Linked DNA regions of Mus musculus: region 1 is linked to region 2. Evidence: chromatin contacts called from public HiChIP or PLAC-seq data. All regions are on one chromosome and are shown on one strand. The core of a region is the stretch at or near the end of the contact, and the rest is flanking DNA. Distances in the headings are between cores, read along the strand shown. Region 1 holds the start of Pcolce (procollagen C-endopeptidase enhancer protein). Region 2 holds the start of Stx1a (syntaxin 1A (brain)).

What was found. HiChIP or PLAC-seq counts read pairs in DNA pulled down with a chosen protein or histone mark.
Region 1: a contact with region 2 is called in an H3K27ac HiChIP or PLAC-seq map of embryonic stem cells, with 7 times the contacts expected there. The contact joins the promoter of Pcolce here to the promoter of Stx1a in region 2. A contact is called at or near these places in 1 of 39 promoter capture datasets (embryonic stem cells) and 1 of 115 datasets of contacts at active chromatin or transcription factors (embryonic stem cells).

The regions. Positions count from the first base shown.
Region 1 is chr5:137,607,524-137,614,910 of GRCm38.p6, reverse strand. It overlaps Pcolce (procollagen C-endopeptidase enhancer protein), which reads left to right and starts at 3,507. Exons shown (of 9, transcript NM_008788.2): 1 at 3,507-3,674; 2 at 4,406-4,514; 3 at 5,762-6,020; 4 at 6,832-6,956; 5 at 7,367-7,387. The coding sequence starts at 3,583. Fbxo24 (F-box protein 24) reads left to right here. Exons shown (of 10, transcript NM_027708.1): 9 at 1,068-1,238; 10 at 1,792-2,406. The coding sequence ends at 2,154. Gm36266 (predicted gene, 36266) reads right to left here and starts at 2,205. Exons shown (of 2, transcript NR_165817.1): 1 at 1,981-2,205; 2 at 1-1,333.
Region 2 is chr5:135,020,027-135,027,185 of GRCm38.p6, reverse strand. Stx1a (syntaxin 1A (brain)) reads right to left here and starts at 3,704. Exons shown (of 10, transcript NM_016801.4): 1 at 3,576-3,704. The coding sequence starts at 3,605.

The DNA of each region.
Region 1 (7,387 bases), core at 2,258-4,757, 2.6 Mb before region 2:
TGGTTGCTGGGATTTGAACTCAGTATCTTCAGAAGAGCAGTCAGTGCTCTTAACCACTGAGCCAACTCTCCAGCCCCCCAAAAGCCAGCCAGCATTACACTGAGCTTAGAGCCAGCCTGGTTATGTATCAAGTCTGTGTCTCAAAATGAAAAGTGAAAAATGAGTTGCGGGCGCACTTGAGTAACAGAGTGCTTGTCTGGCACCCAGGAGACTAGATTCAATCCCAGTACTGCTTATAAAACTGTTTATTTAGGGAAACAATAAAGGCAATCTTAGCACAGGGCTTGCTTTGCTAGTAAGAGGATCTGAATTTGATTCCCAGAAATCATGTGGTGGGTTGGTTTGCTTGTTTGTTTGTTTGTTTGTTTGTTTTAAAAAGCCAGGCACAATAATGCATGATTACAGTCCCAGCTACGGGGAGGCAGAGGAGTCTCCAGGTTGTCTCAGAGTCCCGGGAGACTAGGCCTTAGCATAACAGCTACAATTGCCCCTCTGAACACCACACACGTATGTTCACCTGTGTCTGTACTATAGAACAGCCATAGAGAAGTTAGTAGTTCGTGGTGGGCTTTCCAGTTGGATTTTTGGAGACAAACGCTCACTGTGTAACCTGATTTGGACTGGAAGTCACTTTAATCCCTCTGCGTCCCCATGCCTGATTGACCTTTAAATTGTCCCTTGCTTGGTATTTTGTATTTTTATTCTGTGTGTGTGTGTGTGTGTGTGTGTGTGTGTGTGTGTGTGTGTGTGTGTGTGTGTGCATGTGCAAGAATGCATGTGTGTGTGCAAACGTGTGCAGGTTCCCCGGCAGCTGGTCTTGTCCTGGGGAGTTGAGTGCCCTGTAGCCTCTGGGAGACTTTGTGTGCACAGGAATGGACAGATAGCTGCCAGCTTTCAGGGCAGGGTGGACTTTCTGGGACAGGACCTGCTTTTCCTCCAGCTCCCAAGACTGCACTCTGCCCCAAGCCTTCCATTCAGCCTTTCTCCAACCTGGGATCCCCACTTCCCTCCAGGCCTCTAGTATTCCCACCTTAACCCCCCTGGCCATGTTGTCTGTCCGTTCTCAGGTTCACTATCTGCAACGCCCCATCGCCCTGTGGTGTGGCCTCAACCATTCCTTGGTGCTGAGTCAGACCTCGGATTTCAGCAAGGAGCTGCTGGGGTGCGGCTGTGGGGCCGGAGGCCGTCTTCCTGGCTGGCCCAAGGGGAGCGCCTCCTTCGTCAAGCTGCACATCAAGGTCAGAGCAGGGTCGGGCAAGCAGGCAGGCCTCAGGGAGGGTAGAACACTAGAGCCAGGTGGACCACGGGACTTAACCTCCCTTCTCTCCAAAGTCTTTAAAAGAATTGTGGGAAGGGAGTTATGCCACAGTATGCCAGTGGAGGACAGGGGACAACCCGTAAGATTTAGTTCTTTCACTGCTTCATATTGGGCACCAAGCATGGCCCCAGTTGATTCTCACTGTGGAGCCCAGGCTGGTCTTAACCTCTAGCTTTTCCTGGCTTTCCTGTGTCCCCATCCCCAGCAGATAGCTGTGACCCCTGTAAGGGATCCATTGGTTCCATCTCCCCTGTACTGCGAAGTCTCCCTTCTTGCACCACACTTCTCGCCGCTTTCTCCTTAGCTGACCCCATGGCTCTATCCAAGTTCACATGGGTCCTGGAACATAGCAAGCTGAAGCTCACTTGCTGGCCAGGGCCTGTCTGAGAGGGGTCAGCACAGCATCAGGGTTAAGTCGGCTTCCTGGAAGCAGTGTTAAGCCTCCCTCAGCTCCACCCGTTCTCTCCTCTAAGGTCCCTTTGTGTGCCTGCTCCCTCTGCTCCACCAGAGAGTGTCTCTATATGCTGTCCAGCCACGACATCGAACAGTGCCCTGTCTATCGAGACCTGCCAGCCAGCAGGGTGGGGGGGAGCCCTGAACCTAGCCAGGGGGCTGGAGCCCCCCAAGACCCTGGGGGAACAGCCCAGGCCTGTGAGGAGTACCTCAGCCAGATCCACAGTTGCCCCACGTTGCAGGACCGAATGGAGAAGATGAAGGAGATTGTGGGCTGGATGCCCTTGATGGCTGCCCAGAAAGATTTCTTCTGGGAGGCACTGGACATGTTGCAGAGGGCTGCTGGAGGGGCTGGCCCAGACACCTCGACTCCCGAGAGCTGAACCCCTCTTCTTAGCCTTTCCTCCTGAAGGAAGTCGAGCCGTGGGCTAGAGCTGAGAAGAGATGGAGTGTCAGAGAACACTGTGTGTACATGGGTGGGGGGTGGGGGTGGGGCTGTGGGGAGCAGTGCTGCGTATTCGAGGGGAGAGGAGGGACCTCTTTTATAAATGTGCAGGGGCCTGCCCTGGAGGAGCCCCTAACCTGACTATCATGAGCGAGAAATTTGATGGACAGTAGAATAAAAGGCTAAAGCCAAGCCTGTTTTGAAACCCTGGGGCCTCATGGAGGGGTGGCCTGGGATGGAGGGAGGCCTGGCTGGTGAGGGGGTGGGGGGAGACAGAAAGAGCCCAAGCTGTTGTCTTACTGAGGAAGTGCCAGCACCCCCAGCTAACCTTCCCCTTCTCACTCCAGAAGCCCCACTTTGTGATGTGGAGGTCAGGCCTGGGCTTGTGAAGTAACTCGGACGACAGACACACCTTACTTCCCACTTTGAAACCTCTGTTGGGTCTGTTGGTTTTGTTTGTGACAGAGCCTCACTGTGTGGCCCAGGCTGACCTCTTTAATCATGCTCACGCTGACTCCATTTCCAGAGAGCTAGGATTTCAGGTGTGCCTCCATCATACCTGCACCAAACCTGCAATCTGATCGTCACTTCTAGGGTACCTCACCCCTAGCCCACAGTCCCGTGGAATCAGCATCCCGTCCTCTTCTGTCTCCCATCTTTTCCCTTACTTTTTGCTCCGTCCCCTCTTTGCCCAGGGACAGGGACACTCCACACCCCCCCCCCCCTTAACCCTTCTGTACCTTAAAATAGTTGGAAGAGAAAATAAGGAGTCAGAAAGCCACTTTGCTTGGCCTGATCTGGTCCAGTGTTAAGGGGAGGTCCTAAGTATGTGCAGAAGCTCCTGGGGAAGGGGGTGCAGGCCTGTAATCCCAGCACGTGGGAAGCTGAGGCAGAAAGATCGAAAGCTCCGACTAGCCAGTGCGTCATGGCAAGCCTGTCTTAAGCAACAAGAACTATCTGGAAGTGTGCAGTGGGACAGTGGGTAGCCAAGAGACTTGGGGACATCCCCTCTAGATGCCGAGAAAGCAACAGGTGAAGAAGGGTCCAGCCTGCACCTGAAAGTCTCCAGCAAATGCCAGGTCCCCAGGCAAAGGACAGAGGGCAGTGGCATATGACTAGATGTGTTCCCAGCATTCTCTGGTCAATTAATATATGTCCAAGACCTAGAGAGGCCTCTGAAGGGACTCAAGCACTGTCCCAGCTGTCTCCCCGTCCCGCCTCCCCTGCTGCCCGCCCAGTTGGCCAGTCCCCACGCCCACACACCCGGGGCTGCTTCATCTGGTCCTGATTATCCTGCTGCTGCTGCTGCTGCTGCTGCTGCTGCTGCTGAACTCAGCTGCTGCTTCCAGCACTTCCCCCCTACACAATGCTGCCTGCTGCCCTAACCTCCTTTCTGGGGCCATTCCTTTTGGCCTGGGTGCTGCCTCTTGCCCGAGGCCAGACCCCCAACTACACGAGGTAGGTCTCATATCTTTCAGATGGCTTCCACAGGAAGCTTCAGAATGCTTGTGAGTCCTGGGAGGGCTGTGCCTGTGGGTCTTGCAAGCTCTTCTGCTAGCAAATCCCTTTTCCTCTTCAGATTCATATCCTCCCTGTCTGCTGCAAGGCCACACTGGTCTGTAACTTCCACTGTTCCCACTCCTTCACTACTGTTCTTCTGCCCTCTGCCCCTCCATGGAGCTTGAACCCAGAAAGCCAAGACCTTGACCTTGTCTGTTAGCTGACATTCAGGAACTGAGATTGGGGGAAGGGTAGCAAGCAGAAAGTCAGGTACTGGTCCTTAGCCAGGAGCATGGCAGCAGGGCGAAGGTGGGAGCCCCTAGCTGTGTGTCCACTGTTGCTCTCCTCAATTCTCTTGCCCCCTCCCCCTCGTGGCCTCGTGGCTTGTCACATCTGGAAGTAGTTAGGCGGCTCCTGTCCTTGACTGCCAGGCAGGACAGGGAGGGGGGGTAGAGGAGGTTAGGGGGACTGAGAAGGATTCCCGGAATTCCTGGCAGCGTGGGGGTGGAGCCTCTAGGGGATGGAGAGACGGGGCGGTTGCCTAGCCCCACTTTCCGTGGTCCTTGGACTGGAGTCTCCAGTCCACAGGCTGGGGCTTCTCCAACACCATCTTCCCATATTGCCGTGGCTTGCCCTTCTCACGAACCATCAATGCAGGGGTTCTGCCTGACACCTCCTCTGTCCTCCAGACCTGTGTTCCTGTGCGGAGGGGACGTGACCGGGGAGTCAGGTTACGTGGCAAGTGAGGGTTTCCCCAACCTCTACCCCCCAAACAAGAAGTGCATCTGGACAATTACGGTGAGAAGGCCCCTCTGGTCCCCATTGCTCTTCATCAGTCTCCCAAGCCAAACCTTGACAGCCCAGGGACACCGTCCCCACCACCAGGCATCACCTCTGGGAAACCCTCTTTTCCTCTTTGGTCCAAGGGCGTCAGGCCCCATGGTAACATGCTCTGAAGTACCTCCAACCTTCCTCCTCTTGGTCCAATCCCACTACTGGGAACTGAGCCCTGGGACTTTGGCATACTAGGCCAGAACTCTACCACTGAGGTCCATCTCTTTTATTCATTTAGGTTTGTTTTTGTGGTTTGTTTGTTTGTTTGCTTGGTTTTGGTTTTTCGAGACAGGGTTTCTCTGTGTAGCCCTGGCTGTCCTGGAACTCACTCTGTAGACCAGGCTGGCCTCGAACTCAGAAATTCAACTGCCTCTGCCTCCCAAGTGCTGGGATTAAAGGCGTGCGCCACCACGCCCGGCCCTGGTGGTTGTTTTTAATGTGTTTGTCGGGCATGAGTTTGCACACGCATGCATGCATGTATGCAGAGGTCAGAGCAGGTGTTCCAGAGTTGTGCTTTTCTCCACCCTATTTCCTTGAGACAAAGCCTCTCACTAAATCTAAAGCTAGTATGAGAGCCAGCAAGCCCCAGTGACCCTCCTGTCTGCCTCCCAGTAGGGTTAGGGTTCAAGGCATATGTGTGGAGACTTCAATGAGGCCTTTTATGTGGGTTCTGGGGGATTTGAGCTTGAATAAGCACTTTTACCCACTGGGCCATCTCCCTAGATCGCTTCCCCTTTTATTTTTGAAACATGGTCTCTGTAAATTATGGGTCTTGGCATTTATGGTCCTCCTGCCTCTGTTTCCCAAATAGCTGGGATCCCAGGCACACACCACCACTTCTGGAGCTGAGCCCTAAGTTTTTGGAGGCAGGATCTCACTGTGTAGCTTAGGTTGGCCTTGAACTTTGAGGCAATCCTATCAGCACAACAAACCCTGGAATCACAGGTGTGAGCTGCCAAGCCTAGTTTAAGCCTTAGATTTTTATGGAAAAAAAAAAACGCTGAGACTCCATCCTTAATTCGCTCCTGTTTTCTCCCTCCAGAGACCACAAGGCAGGAGCAGAGCCCAGGCCCTGTGTGTTGCATTGGCCAGGGGTCCTTTCCAGTTATGGCTATTTCTCTGCCTAGGAAGTACTTGGGGGAGGGGGCGATGCCCACGGTCAGGGTTGTTTGGGGCCTGATTTTGCGGGACCCCCATTCCCCTTTTTTCAGGTGCCCGAGGGCCAGACTGTGTCCCTGTCCTTCCGAGTCTTCGATATGGAGCTCCACCCTTCCTGCCGCTACGATGCTCTGGAGGTCTTTGCTGGCTCTGGCACCTCAGGCCAGCGACTTGGACGCTTCTGCGGCACCTTCAGGCCTGCACCTGTAGTCGCACCTGGCAACCAAGTGACTTTAAGGATGACAACTGACGAGGGCACCGGGGGACGAGGCTTCCTGCTCTGGTACAGCGGCCGGGCCACTTCGGGCACTGGTGAGTATCTTCGCCTCCTCTTTCCCCTCTCCTGACCCCACCCCGGTTCAGGTCCCCACCCCTGCCCTAACTTTGATCCTCCCCAGATTCCTCCCAAGAGTTAGGGCCACCACTACTCCCTTTCTTCTCACTAACCGCCCCTTCAGTCCCTCCTCCCGGTCTTCTCTCCCCCTCCCGCTCCCACCTACCCCTCTTCCAGGGCCTCCCCCAGGTGCGAGGCGGAAATGGGTCATGGACCCGCGGGTGGAATGGGCGGCCTGGGGTTACTGGGACGGTGAGTAACTGCCCGCCCCCCTCCGCAATCGGGCTCCTCTGACAGGAGTAAGGGGGCACCTTGAAGCTGGGGGACAAGGATTCCCTCACCGGAGCCCCCTATACCCAGCTCTGGGATCCCGATTGCGGTCCCATCACCCCCTCCCGGCAGCACAAGTCTCTCTGGAAATGTTTCAGGCTGAGACCTCAACAGAGGGGAGGGCACCCTCACCACGTGAGAGCTCTCTAGCCTGCTGAAGAGGATTCTTCTGCTCGGCCGGGATGGAGAGATGGGATCTCCTAGGGGAAGAGGCGTGGTGTGGCGGTGGGCTGGGGAGGGGCCAGGAGGGATCCATTCATCTTCTCCTCTCTGTTGGCCATCCCAGTCCCATATTCCCAGGCGTTTGGTAACCCGCTCTTTCTACTGTTTCCCCTTGTGTCCCCTCATCTTGAGACCCAGACTTCCTAGCGGCCTGCCAGAGCTCCCAGTCTAGAGCTCTCTCCTAGCTGACAGAGGGTCTCTACCGCCCCCCACCCCGTCCCTCTCTCCCTTTCTCAGAGCACCAGTTTTGTGGGGGGCGGATGGAGAAGGCGCAGGGAACCTTGACCACGCCCAACTGGCCTGAGTCGGATTACCCACCAGGCATCAGCTGTTCCTGGCACATCATTGCACCCTCAAACCAGGTACTGACCTTCTTGCCTAGGCTGCCCACTAGGTGCCCAGGCAACATCCTTAAAAGCACACGGACAGCAAAACCTTATTGAACTTCTGTGTCCTGATCCCTGAGCCTGTCCTGGTAGAGACCAAAACCAGACCCATCTTACATGCAAGCAAAAATGATAAAAGTGTGTGATGCTACTGGGGTGGAGTTCTCCAAAGGATGCTCCCTGTAGAGTATAGGGGTGTGTGTGTGTGTGTGTGTGTGTATGTGTGTGTGTAAGACCCTCAGACTACCAGTGTGCAAACATTAGAGGGAACAAGGGGACTCACTATTAGTGCTACTTCCAAGTATCCCTAATGCTGAAAAAGGTGCAGGACACACTATTTGGTCCTCCTTGGCCTGTCCTGCTACGTAGCCTAATGCCTCTACCAGGTGATCATGCTAACCTTTGGG
Region 2 (7,159 bases), core at 2,455-4,954:
TCCCAATCCAGCATCCTGAGTAGCTAGCATGGCAGATACGTATCAGGAGACACTGCAGGTCTGATGCTGAAATCGTTCATTTGGGGGAAGGTCTAAATTCCCATCACGGGCCCCTCCTCTGGGATCACACCCGGTCTCTGCCTTCAGAGGGCCACACATGTATCTCTTACTTTCAGGCTGGCTTGCTCTGACTGCCCCTGCAATACCTATCCTCTACTGCCTGTAGTAGATCCCTGGGTCATGCTAGCCCCACCCAGAAGTGACCAGTGATCTGGGAACACTCTGTGTTTTCATGGGAACAGAATTCTCCAGAAGAAAATGAAGGCCTGGGGCTGGGGCTGTTGTTCAAGTTGGTAGAGTCGTATGATCAGCAAGGACCTGACTTCCACCCCAATCTCTAGGTAAACTGAGCTTGCAACCGTGCATGCCCGAAATCCCAGCACTGGGACTCAGAAGCAGAAGAACTGCATGTAGTTTGAGGCTACCCTCAGCTACATAATGAATTCCAGGCCAGCCTGGGGATACTTAGTATATCTGTGTTAAGGGGAGAAAAAGAATAATGAAGAAAAGAAAAAGAAAGAGAGAGAGAGAGAGAGAGAGAGAGAGAGAGAGAGAGAGGAAGGAAGGAAGGAAGGAAGGAAGGAAGGAAGGAAGGAAGGAAGGAAGGAAGGAAGAAAAGAGAATCAGTAGGCGGGTACCTACATAACCACCACTCTAGTGTTTGAGAGGTGGAATCTGCCTGATCATGAGTTACCAAGGCCAACCTTGGTAACATAACAAGTTTAAGATCAGCTCTTTTCTCACAAATGAAGGGAAGGGAGGAAATGAGGGAGACCTTGAGTTTTGGGGATGAGGCCTCTTTACATCCCACGTTAGGAGAATACCATACTTAACTCTCTCCCCAGTTGTGTGATCCTGGACCAGTCTTGGCCTCTGAGGGGTTAAGCTTCCATGGGCCTATCTACAAGGCTAGGGGGAGGCTGCTGGCCCCTTCAGGATCGATTTCAAAGTGCAATCTGCAGATCTGGGAGAGGCGGGGCTGAAGATGGCAAGAGGGCCGGGCCCAGCCTACAGCACAGCGGCAAGGAAGCACGCCAGCTCTTTCCCCAAGTGTGACTTTTATAAATAAGCTCCCTTCTTCTCCTTCCTTCCAAATGTGGTGGTGCTGGGTGGGGGAGAAAGAGGAGGAGGAGGAGGCAGAGGAGGAAACGGGAGGGAAAGCTGGAGCAGGCACACAGATGCCCTGTGTGCGTCCTGCAGCAGCAGCACCAGGTGCCTCCATCCCTGGTGACCCTGACTCCTGGGCTTCAGGGGTTCCTGAGAACTCCAGCCACAGTCGAAAGTCTGAGGAAGTCTGAGGACCTCTCCTCGAGCCCCAAGAAGCTGGGTGCTGAGTTTCCCCCTTTGTCATTTCTTATGGATCCCACGCTACATAGCATCAAAATCCCTGTGAAGCTAAGGACGATGGTGAACTGAGGGTCCTTCAGCCTCCATTTGGAGAGTGCTGACATGGTTGACAGGTGCCCCCTCTCCCCCACTCCCCTGCAAATGTCTACAAGCCGAGCTACCTTTCTAGTTCCGAGTGTCCTCTTTGCATCTCACAAACTGGAACTCCAGGAGAGCAAGGGATTTCTAAGAATGACAGCAGCCCCCAAGACTATTTCACCCCAGCCATGCTTGGAACAGCTAGGACCACTCCCTTCCCAACCCCGGTCAAGGCCAGATAGCTGAGAGGACTGTCTCTAGTGGATTTGATGCCTGGGTTGGGTAGAACGCATATAGCGTTAGTTTGAAGTCAAGTTTGTCATCGCTATGCAGGGCTACCCAGGACAGTGTTGGGGCCATAGCTCTAGGTTCAAGCTTTTTACGACCCAAGCTGTCTGACCCTGATCAACTGACCACTCCTCCAACAAACAAGTGGGCCACTTTTGCTGTGCCTCAGTTTCAGCTTTAGCAGAGAGGCTGAAGGCTGATAAGCGAAAGGCTGCTACCACGTGGAAAGGCCTGTGTTCGTGGCTTGTGGTTTCCTCATACAATCATGACAGTCACACGGGTTGGGGCACACGTTGGGGTGACCACATCACTGCCATCTATCACCTGGACATGCTATCTGATTCAATCTGTCACCAGTCTGACACAATAGTGTGTGCTGTCATCTCAGCACTCATGAAGTCGAGGCAGGAGGATTGCTTTGAGTTTAAGACCCAATGAGACTATATAGTTCCAAGCCACCCTGGGGTACAGAGAAGGATTTTACATAAAAAAAAAAAAAAAACAAAAAACCGTAAAACATAAAAACACCGGAAACTTGAGGGCAACGACAAGGGGCGGGTGGGGAAGTGTTTAAACACTATATATGACTTGAAAGGCTGTCTGTTTCCTTTGAAATAGATGAGGCACTGGGCATCCAGCCAGGAATAATACAGGTCTGAAGGCATGTGGGGGTCGCTTGCAGGTCAGGAACAGGATGAAGGCTAGACTGGAGAGCATAGATATGGCTGGTATTATGGTAGAGGGATCCAGGCACAGATGGAGAAGCTAGGCAGAAATCACAGCCATTAGGTCAAAAGCCCCAAAACAAAACTTTCTATGAAGGGCTGTAAGTGGGGCACAAGATGAGAGGGATCTAGGACGCCACCCAGCTTGGGGGGACACCCAGAAATCAACGGGTGGGGTTTGCTGAGGAATCAGATATGACAATCTGATGTGGCGCCCTTATTTAACCCTCTCACGGGAGAGCTTAATTTCTGTCCCTCTAGGGTCTGAGGCCAGAGAAGGGCACTCCCCTGTGTTAAAAGTGGGGTCTCATGATTGAAGGATCATGGGCTCTGACTTAGAACCTTTCTACTGCCTTCTACTCATCTCGAAACCCCGCCCTAAGAGCCACACCCCAGAGGCCTCTCTCACACAGGTAGGAAAATAGATCCAGGTCGCAGTTAGACCTGGCAATCCGGGAAGGGTCTGGGAAATGACAGCCTGGGTTGCCTGGAAGCCCAAAGGTGGACCAAGGGTAGATATGGTTGAGTCCTTTAATCCAGAGCAAGCCGGGTATCCCTAAAGCGACCAGGGTGGATCGGGAGCCACAGGTGATGGGAGCCACAGGTGATGGGGAGCCCCAAGAGACGGCTCCCGCAGAGGCCACCCCCACCCGGCGGCCTCGTTTCCGCAGCGCGCCCAAGGATGGGGTTGGGAGGGGAACTCTGGGCAGGGGGGTGGGAAGGAAACGAGAGGTTCAGCCTCCAGGGGACAGTGCAAGGACGGTGACAAGCGGGCGAAGAACGGTCACGATTTTGCATCCCGCCACCGAAACCCCTTAACAGCCCTCCAAATCGCCCCAAACAGGAACGCCCTGAAAAGTTCCTCAAAACCCCAGGTTCTAGCCATCAGTCCCGGTGCTGAAGGGCTCGAGTCCGTGACCAGAAGTAGATCGGAGGGGTGGGACTCCCATGGGGGTTCGAGGGTCCCTCAGCTTTGCAAGGCTCCCTCCGTCCCCTTGTAGGTGCCTCGGTGGCATGCCGGAACAAAGTGGAGAATTACAAGACGCCGGGTGAGCGGCGCACGAGGATCGGACTCACCGTGCGGAGCTCCTGGGTTCGGTCCTTCATGCTCCCGGGAGTGGCAGTAGGCGCCGGCTGCAACCGAGTAAGTCCCGCATGCGCGGATGCCGCCCCGCGGCTGCGCAGCGCCAGCCCGCGCCCCGCCCCAGTCCCTGGGACCCCCAAGCCCAACCCCAGCTGGCCACGCCCATCATGCTTCCACGCCCGGATATATCCCGCCCAGGGCTCCGCCTACGGGGAGCGCAAAGGGGTACAAACCCAGCCCTCGGGACCTGGTTCCTCCCCTCGTCAACTAGTGATCTCTGTCTAGATGCAGCTCCAACTCCTTGGCCCTTCTCTGCCCCAGCCCCCACCTCTGCTCAGCCACCCATTATCTAGATAGACCCTGGATTCTGACTCTTAGAGTCCTTCCTTTCCCCTGGATTTGCTGGAGTGGAACCCTTTCCACTTTGTTCAATGATAGTCTCACTGTGTAGCCCAGGCTAGCCTTGAACACCTGCTCCTACCTCAGCCACAGGAGTACAGGTTTTGCAGACATGAGCCTCAATGCCAGGTTTGAAAATCCCTTCTTGAACCGACCCCCGGCAACCCCCTCCAACCACCCATCCTGTCCTGAGATGGCTGAACAGGTAAAGATGCTTGCCACTAAGCTTAAAGATCTGAGTTCCAGCGGGGTGATGATAGCACATGTCTTTAATCCTAGTAGGCAGATCTCTGAGTTCAAGGCCAGCCTGACCTACAGAGCAAGTTCCAGGACAGCCAAAGGTACGCAGAGAAACTCTGTCTTGAAAAATAACAAACAAACAAACAAACAAACGATTGGAGTTCTAGCCCTGGGCCCCACGTGACTGAAGAAGAGCATTGGATTCTGTAAATTGTCCTCTGACCGCCACATGAGTGAGCTCCGTGCTTCACATATATGCAACCACACGATGGAGGCAGGAGGCACATGGCCAAGTGAATATAAAGTAAAATAAAGCCCTCTCTGTAGTGGTCAATTCTAAACCTTCCCACCTTTCTGAGCACCCCCCTGTCTCCAGACCGGGTTGCTGCCTCTTTACTCTCCCCAGAGTTTCTCAGCTCACCTGTTCGATTCAATTTGACTGCCTTTCTCTTTACACACAATACATACATACATACATACATACATACATACATACATACATACATACACAAACAAATAAATGAAATGTTTAAGATATTTAAAAGGAAAAAAAAAAAAAGCTTGCCACCCCCACCCCTCCATGCCTCCAGCCCGGAGTTCAAATGCCAGGCCTGACGTCTTATTTCCTGTGTGGAAGCTGTAGGCTGTTCAAACCTAGGCCCAGTGGAAAGATCTCAGTGGTCCCTGCAGAGCAACGTGAACGGTATGCTGGTCCCTGTAGAGCAACGTGAAGAGCCTGCCGGTTGGCAGACATGTACCTTTTAGCTTCCTGCCAGCATCTTGTTACAGAGTACACACACACACACACACACAGACACACACACACACAAGTGGTCTCAGGCTTTCTTGACCCCAAGCCAAGCACACCCACACCTCCTTGTACACTAGAGTTACCAAGGCACGGTTCTGGATTGGATCCAGCCTCCTGCTGCCCAGTGTGTCTGGCCCTGGCACCTCTCCCAGACTTTCAGTGCAGGTTAGATGGCTGGCTGACAGGCACGCTGGGACACGGGCTCAGCCTCCCCTCCGTCCCTAGAAAAATCTGACAGGAGACAAATGTGTCCTGGCACGGGAGAGAGCCATAGCCTTTCCGGTTGTCTAGACATCAACATTATGCTATATTTTATTTTTAATATTTGTTACATCATTTATTTGTGTGCATGAGAATGCCACGGCTTACACAGAGAGGTCAGGACAACTTGCTGGAGTCAGTTCTCTGCTTCTGCCTTGTGTGTCCCAGAGACCAATCCAAGTCCTTAGGCTTAGCAGCAAGTGCCTTTACTCAATGAGCTCTCTCTCTCTCTCTCTCTCTCTCTCTCTCTCTCTCTCTCTCATACACACACACACAAGCTGGCCTCAAACTTGCTATGTACCTGAAGATGACCTTGAATCCCTGATCTTCCTCCCTCTGTATTGTTCCCCTACTCCAAGGTCCCCAAACAAACCAGGTAGGCATATTGCAACCAGACTTCACCGTGGGCTACCAATGAGTCTATTGGCCTTACTCCCATTGGTGAGGGGTTTCTTCCAGGTGAATAGATGCTCCCTCAAGCTACCCCCTCCCCACAGTGGTCTGAATGGGAATGGTCCCCACAGATCCACAGGGAGGGGTAGCCTTGTTGGAGGAAGTGTGTCACTGTGGGAGTGGGCCTTGAGGTTATACATGCTCAAACTATGCCCCGGGAGGTTCACGGTCTCCGTCTACTGCCTGTGGATCAAGATGTGGATCTCTCAGCTCCTTTTCCAGCATCACTGCTGCCTGCATACCACCATGCTTCCCGCCTTGATGATAATGGACTGAACCCCTGAAACTGTAAGCCAGTCCCAATTGAATGTTTTATTAGAATTGCCATGGACAGAGTATCTCTTCACAGCAATGGAAACCCTAAGATGTCCCCCAAGTGATTTTTTTCATGGTTGCATGGATAGAGCCCCTCCCCTAGATCTCCCCACATTTATACCCTAGCCCCTCCCTAAAGCATCACCCCCATGCACCATAGGAGGGCAGAATTGTATACAACTGGTTGAGAGGGGTGCCTGGATACTCACTGAGAGTCCCATGAACCTTTCTGCTCCCTCCTTCTCTGAGAAAAGATCTACTATGAACAGGCCCAGCCAGGCTCCTGAAGATGGTGGAACATCTGTCTACAACAGCCTGCCTCCCAAGTGCTGGGATTACGGACGTGTGCCACCTTTCCCATTTTATGCAGAGCTGTGGAGGAAGCCTAGGGTTTCATGCACGCTAGGCTAGCATTCTACCAACCGAATTACAAGTCCAGCATTTTTTTTTTTCTTTGTATTTTGAGACAGCGCCTCACACTGCTAGCCTGGGATATATTATGTTATGTAGCCCAGGCTAGCTTCAAATTTAAGACCCTCCTGCCTCAGGCTCTTGAGAGCTGGGAGTACAGGTGCCACACAGTGTGCCAGGATACTTTGCACATCTCCTCTCTCTGTCCTCCACATGGCCAATTTGACTGACAGGAAGCTGCCTAGCCCCGATCTAGTGGATTTCCTATACATAGGGAGCGGAGTGGGTCACGGCTATGTCCTCAGAACTCAGTATCTGTCTGTGGGGTGAGACTTCAGGAAGATGAGAAACTGCTGCTTCCTGAAGAAAGCCACGCTATCTTGCCAACATCACTCATGCAGACATGTTAAATATCAGCATGGAAAACGAAGAGGGGCTGGAGAGATGGCTCGGTGGTTAAGAGAGCACCAACTGCTCTTCCAGAGGTCCTGAGTTCAATTCCCAGCAACCACATGGTGGCTCACAACCGTCTGTAATGGGATCTGATGCCCTCTTCTGGTGTGTCTGAAGACAGCAACAATGTACTCACATACATGAAATAAATAAATAAATCTTTTTAAAAAGATGAATGAAAAAAGTGTGCACTTCCCTCTAAGCTGTTTTTCTTCTTTTTCTTCCTTAACATTT